Regions from separate parts of the Bos taurus genome. Here region 2 is linked to region 1. A link is a contact called in public Hi-C data. All regions are on one chromosome and are shown on one strand. The core of a region is the stretch at or near the end of the contact, and the rest is flanking DNA. Distances in the headings are between cores, read along the strand shown. Region 1 holds the start of COA1 (cytochrome c oxidase assembly factor 1). Region 2 holds the start of PSMA2 (proteasome 20S subunit alpha 2).

Region 1 (3,321 bases), core at 181-2,680:
TGTTTTGGTAAAGATTACAAAGAACTTTTCCAGGTTTAAAACTGAAAGTTTTACTGTAAAATTTCTTGTAAACAAACTAGTCAGGACTCAGTTTCATGATGACAGTATGTAAGATAAGGAAGAAAAGACATTCATTCCAACCTACCTAATGCTAATTTTATTAGTCTTTGAGGTAAATATTGTCTAGTTTACACTTAACTTTTATGATAAGATGTAATGGCCTGCTCAATTGTTTTCTCAAAGTAGCTGTGTCAAAATGTCCCCATTTTTTTCTTCTTTCTTTTTAATATTAATTTTCTCTTCTACTTGTATCATTTCTAGGTTTCTGTCTTTGAGCTTTACTAATTCTCTTTTCCGTATGGTCTGCTCTGTTTCTCTCTGGCCTTTATCAGTTTCTTTTGATTAAAGAATCCAAGGGCCTGGGTGGTAGGTAACACTTGAACTTCAAACTTGTCATTAAAGGATGACGTTAATAGTAGCGATGATGACAATGAAATAATCAAGATGAAAATAATAATAACTAGCATTTATTGAACACTTACATACTGCCAGACGAGTCTGATAGGTTTACTAAGTAATTACTAGTACTAATGCTGGAGAAGGCAATGGCACCCCACTCCAGTACTCCTGCCTGGAAAATCCCATGGACGGAGGAGCCTGGTAGGCTGCAGTCCATGGGGTCACCGAGGGTCGGACACGACTGAGCGACTTCACTTTCACTTTTCACTTTCATGCATTGGAGAAGGAAATGGCAACCCACTCCAATGTTCTTGCCTGGAGAATCCCAGGGATGGGGGAGCCTGGTGGGCCGACTTCTATGGGGTCACACAGAATCGGACACGACTGAAGTGACTTAGCAGTAGCAGCAGTACCAATGCACTTTGCTACTAAACTCCATGAGAACCGAGACCATTACATTTTTTCTTAACAATCCATTCCCTGGAGCACAGTAAGAATTTAATAAATATTTAATGAATAAAAAAATTAGCGTTAAGTTCCTCAGTCGAATCGGCAAGATGGACTTCAGTGCCAGAGCGGGGCTGATGGCCCGTGGTTTCGCATCCTTGGAGGTCAATTGAAGCGCCAGATCCCTGCGAGGAGCAATAGGAACCAGTGGTTTTAAATTTTCTAGGCAACCGCTGATGGATTGACAGTATGTTGGGGCCTAATGGTGTGCACAAAACAAAAAGCTGAGATTTGAGAAGACAAATGCCCTTCTCGCGCTCGACAAGCTTCTGAGAAGCCGGGCAGCCGAACCAATTTCAGCCTGAGATACCGCCGCTTTAGCGCCGTGATTTTGCAATCATTCAACTGCTCTAGTGCGTCCTGACTGCTCTAGCCCCTAGAGGAGGTGACGTCGGAAGTCTCGACTGCTCCTCGCGGGGCGTGTCCACCCGCCGGCGTTTGCCCCACCCACCCCCACACGCTCCACTTCCGGAAGGGCCTGTCGCGCTCTCTGTGGCTAGGTGTTTCTACGCCTGACAGGTTAACGTCCACGCGGGAGAAAAGAGTCGGGTCAGTCCTACTCCAAAAGCATCTGTTCCCGTCGTTCTGGAGACCGCTTTTGCGCGAGGGGCGAACTGTTTCTAGGGCAGCACGTCAGGGGCCACCTCCTTGTTGTTGCTGGGTCGCGACCTCCTGGAGCTGCGTAATTGGGGGACCCGTGGTGGGCTAATCTTGACCTTGCCTCGTGGTCCTTGGTGAGCATTTCCAGGAGCACATTTGTGATGAGGTGGAACTGTGCACTTTGTCGGTGTTCCCAGGTTACAACAGTTTGAGAGAGGCCCTGCCTAGATGATTGTGTAAAAGAATACTCTGGCTCGGTGGTCATGATAATTCGTCTCCATCACAGCTGAGCTCCATAAGGGGGCTGACCGTAGAAGTGATTTTCAGCGTTTAAGTGATTTTTGGGTGTTTGTATAAGCGTGCGTATGCATGTTTGTCAGTCTGTGCGTGTGTGGAAAGGGCTGTAATTTAGAAAATCCACAAGTATTATATTTTGCTACTTTTCCTGGTCTCTTCCCCTCATTCCTCTTTATTCTCACCTGAGGGGCATTGCTGTCCTTCACCTTTGGACATAAACAACTCTCTACTTGAACTTACACATTTAAAACACAGATCTGACTGTTAATCCTCTACTTAAAACCTTACTGGCCTTCCCATTGATTCAGGATAGTACAAATTCCTTTGGGTGGATTGAAGACACTTCAAAGTCTTGTTTATGATGAATTTTTCAGTCTCATCTCCTTTCATGGGAAACACACGAACACATACGTGCTGTATGTCCCTGTCATGCCATCCTGCAGTAATTTCATCTCTTTGGCTATGATAGTGTTTTATAATGGTTTACCCACGTTTAGAAATTTACTTTTCCATTCAGTCAGAATTTAGTGATTTCATGGTTATTGCCAGACACTGTTTTAGGAACTGGGGGGAAAATGGAGTTAAAATTGGGGAGAAAAAGCCCAACCTGCAGTCCTTTTGAAAAATAACAGCTTGATTGAAATATAGTTCACACACCATGGAATTTTTAAATACACATTGCTTTTTAGTGCATTCACAAAGTTGTACAACTGACAACCACGGTTTTAAAACATTTTCATCGCCCCTGAAAGAAACCTTGTACCCATTAGCAGTCTCCCTTGAGTTCCTTCTTACCCTACCCCACTTGTAGCTCTAAGGAACTACTAATCTGCTGAATATATAAATATATTTGTCAATTCTGGACAATTCTAGAATAGGCTGATAAATAATAAACCATGTGGTCTTCTTTCGCTTAACATGTTGAAGTGTATCAGCACTTCATTTCTTTTTATTGCTAAATATTGTTTCACTGTGTGGATAAACCACCAGTTACTTATCCATTGGTCCTGTTGATGGGTATTTCAGTTGTTTTGGTTATCCTAAATAATGCTGCTATGAACGTTGGTGTACGCATTTTTTTTGTGTGAGCATAATGATTTCATTTCTCTTGGCTATGTACGTAAGAGTAGGATTCCTGGGTCATATGGTAATTCTACATTTAACATTTTGAAGAACTACCAGACTTTTTTTTTTTTTTTTAAAAGCAGCAGCTGCTGCTGCTGCTGCTGCTAAGTCTCTTCAGTCGTCTCCGACTCTGTGCGACCCCATAGACGGTAGCCCACCAGGCTCCTCCGTCCCTGGGATTCTCCAGGCAAGAACACTGGAGTGGGTTGCCATTTCCTTCTCCAATGCATGAAAGTGAAAAGTGAAAGTGAAGTCGCTCAGTCGTGTCCGACTCTTAGCGACCCCATGGACTGCAGCCCACCAGGCTCCTCCATCCATGGGATTTTCCAGGCA
Region 2 (3,281 bases), core at 578-3,077, 760 kb after region 1:
GTCCACATTCTACTTGATGGGCAGTACCTAGTTACAAGTAAATCTTAAGCTTGAGGCTTTCAAAATCCACTTCCTACCAGCACAGATATAAATGCTGATTGTCTTTTTTTTTTTTTTTTTACTATATTCAAATTGAGTTAGCTCCTCAGTCATATAACCTGATAGGCCCTTTAAGACACTTAGTTCTCGTAATATTTAGTCTTGTTCCCTAAGGAAAGTAAGGAAAAGAACGAACTCATCACTCTTTCTAGGATACTAATTTACTCTTGTGACTACCAACGTTTCACTTTTGTTTTTCTAAACTGTTTATAAAAATTAGTGCGAGGTGGGAGGGAAGTTCAAGAGGGAGGGGACATATGTATACCTATGGCTATGCTTATGTATACCGTATGTGTATGTATGGCCAATTCATGTTGATGCATGGCAGAAACCAACACAGTATTGTAAAGTAATTATCCTTCAATTAAAAATAAAACTAAAAAAAAGATTTCTTTACCCTCTCCTTGCTATATTCCTCAGGCCTGTAATATTTCTTTTGATTTTAGGAACTCTTAAAAATATACAACGCTGTTTAACACTTAACAACTGATACTCCTTTTCAATATATCTGAAAGTATTGCTAAGCACAGACCAGTGGTTAACAGCACAGGCTCTGGAAGGTCTGTGTGACCTTGGGGCCTTTCTGAGTCTAGTTCTTCAGCTGAAAAGTGGAGACACCTAAAGGGATAGTAGTGGAGTTTATCTTACAAAATATATTTTGACTTTGATATTCAGTGGGACATTTCTGGTGGCTGAGACGGTAAAAGCGTCTGCCTACAATGCGGGAGACCCGGGTTCGATCCCTGAGTCGGGAAGATCCCCTGGAGAAGGAAATGGCAACCCACTCCAGTATTCTTGTCTGGAAAATATCATGGACGCAGGTCCATGGGGTCGCAAAGAGTCGGACACGACTGAGAGACTTCACTTCACTTCACTTGACATTTAGTGGGCTCTCCTGAGTATTATCATTATTATGTTCGGGATAACTTCGAAATCGAGTAGAATGTAAAATGTCAAAGCAACGACAATTTTAACACCCAAGATATTTCCATTTAAAATTAGTTCTCAGGGGAAATAGAGGATCAAGAGTCAACTGATACAGCTCAAATGCTACAGAAGGCAAACTGCTTTAGGTGGTGGACTGGACAGGAAAGAAAAGGTAAGAAGATCTAGAGAGCGGTGTCCCTTGATGCTAAGTAAATGCACTTCGGTTACATTCTCTGTAGGGATGGGACAGTCAGAGGACGTTTCTTTTCCTTTTTACAGGGGACTGGGGAGCAAAAACTGCTGTCTTTGTTCTTAAGTAAGTGAATGTCCGGACAACGACCCCTACACGCTGCCAAACATCAGAACACCGGAGTAGGCTAAATACAAGTAGAATTCACCACGCTGCCTGGGGTCCCCAGTCCAAACCCTTCTCCACAGAGGCCTTCTTTACGTACCCCATGGAGGACTGGAAAAACCTGGTCGGCTCTGCAGAAGTTTCCCCTGCAGCTGCTTCCAACAGTTCCGGAGAAGTCCTCGGGCTACGGGAAACGGCGGAACAAGCAGCACCAGCATGGTGGGCGCCATGTTTCTCGGCCGAAAGCCACTCCCATCAGGCCTCTGGGTCCCGCCCCTTCCTTGAGCATGCGCATAGACACAGAATTCGGCAAACGCGCACCTGGAACTATAACTCCCAGCATGCTTCTGGAGCGGCTCTGCCTTTCCTCCAATCAGAAATCTAGAAAGGAACGCCCGGGGCGGGGAAAAGAAACGAAACTGGCCTCAGTGCGCATGTGCGCGGATGTGCGTTGGGTTTTCGGGTAAAGATGGCGGAGCGTGGTTACAGCTTTTCGCTGACTACATTCAGGTATGGAAGGGACTCCCGAGGTCTTCCACGTAACCGAGGTAGCAGGAGCTCTGCCGACCAGGTTTTTATCTTCCTGGTCTCTGACTTGGCTCTTCCTGAGGGCCTAGTAGGAAATGGGGGTGTAAATGCGAGTTTGCCAAGTCATTTGCGGGGCCTTCCCGCGGCCTGGGGAGCATTGGTGCCTGGGGACCGTGGGAACGCGAGTCGGGGTATCCTGGGAGATCTAGGCGCTGTGGGAAGTTGAGGCCCTCACCCAGGGATTTTCTTTCGCTTTGGAACTAGAGAAAAAGGCAATTTTGAATGAGCTGCTTCCAGGTTTCCTGTCCAGAACTCAAAAGATTTCCTTCCTGACTCAAGTAGGCCTGATTCAGGAGCTTCTGGAGGTCGGAATCTTGGTCAGCTCTGTGGGGTTCCTTTTGCTTGGAAAGACCCAACTTTACAGTTCAGTTCTAGTCTTAGCTTCCATTTGGCGCTGATGTCTTTGGAAACCTTTTCCCGCTTTCGATTTCTTCGGTGCCCCTACCGGAAGCTTAAGAACTGAAAGTGAAAGTGGTAATGTTTCTAGCCCGTTGTCTTTGTGTGCTCCAAAATAGGCTGTATTTGCTTTGGGGCTGTTATTTTTGAAAGGGGATATGTTTATTTAAAGAAAGATTGTAGGCTTTTAAACTTTAGAATATTTATGTAAGCATATTTTTCAAAATAAATCAGAGATGCACTATCATCGTTCCCGGTGTAAGAAAACCGTCACCAAAGGCTTTACTGACGGGAGAAGGATTCAATTTTGCCATTTTCCTACAGATCAGTAATGGCCTATTTAATTAAAAATATTATCTGACAGCTAAAGACAGGCTGCATCTAACTTGTTGAGTACTTTCTGTGTGGGTGGAGCTTACTCCATCTCTGTAGGCTACCCTGTGTGATACATGTTTTCTAAACATCTTAGAGATGAGCTGACCACAACTCAAATTCAATAACTCCTCCCTGGTCATAGGTTAATATTTAAACTGGGTTCTTTCTGACGACAAAATTAATACACTTTGCATTACTGTGTAATGTCTTCTTAAAATACTAGAATATTTATCTTTTAAAAAAAAGATCTCATATACAATGACAGGAAACAAAGTTTGACAGGTCGCTACTGTTCGTATTCGGAGACAAAACCTGGACCTTTAAGAAAGTGTTATCCTAATCCTAGCTGAAACATGAAGCAACCATATGTTATCAGGGACTGAATCTTTCTATAGTAAATTTCCTTGTTTAAACACACTTTTTTTTGTTTTTAATATGATGGTGCAATTCTGTTTTGGATTTTAAAAATTGTTTCTTGCCTGTTGTAATCAGAATTATTAATGGTAGACGTGATAAGAGACTATACTATAGGATGAAAAGG

Evidence for each region. Hi-C and Micro-C count contacts between places; a contact is called where the count stands out from the background.
Region 2: a Hi-C map of liver shows a contact between it and region 1, with 4 times the contacts expected there. The contact joins the promoter of PSMA2 here to the promoter of COA1 in region 1. A contact is called at or near these places in 3 of 11 Hi-C or Micro-C datasets (liver, skin fibroblasts and an unstated tissue).

The regions. Positions count from the first base shown.
Region 1 is chr4:77,369,834-77,373,154 of ARS-UCD2.0, forward strand. COA1 (cytochrome c oxidase assembly factor 1) reads left to right here and starts at 1,431. Exons shown (of 6, transcript NM_001034256.2): 1 at 1,431-1,485.
Region 2 is chr4:78,125,234-78,128,514 of ARS-UCD2.0, forward strand. It overlaps PSMA2 (proteasome 20S subunit alpha 2), which reads left to right and starts at 1,828. Exons shown (of 8, transcript NM_001034662.2): 1 at 1,828-1,891. The coding sequence starts at 1,851. It overlaps MRPL32 (mitochondrial ribosomal protein L32), which reads right to left and starts at 1,618. Exons shown (of 3, transcript NM_001038679.2): 1 at 1,482-1,618. The coding sequence starts at 1,611.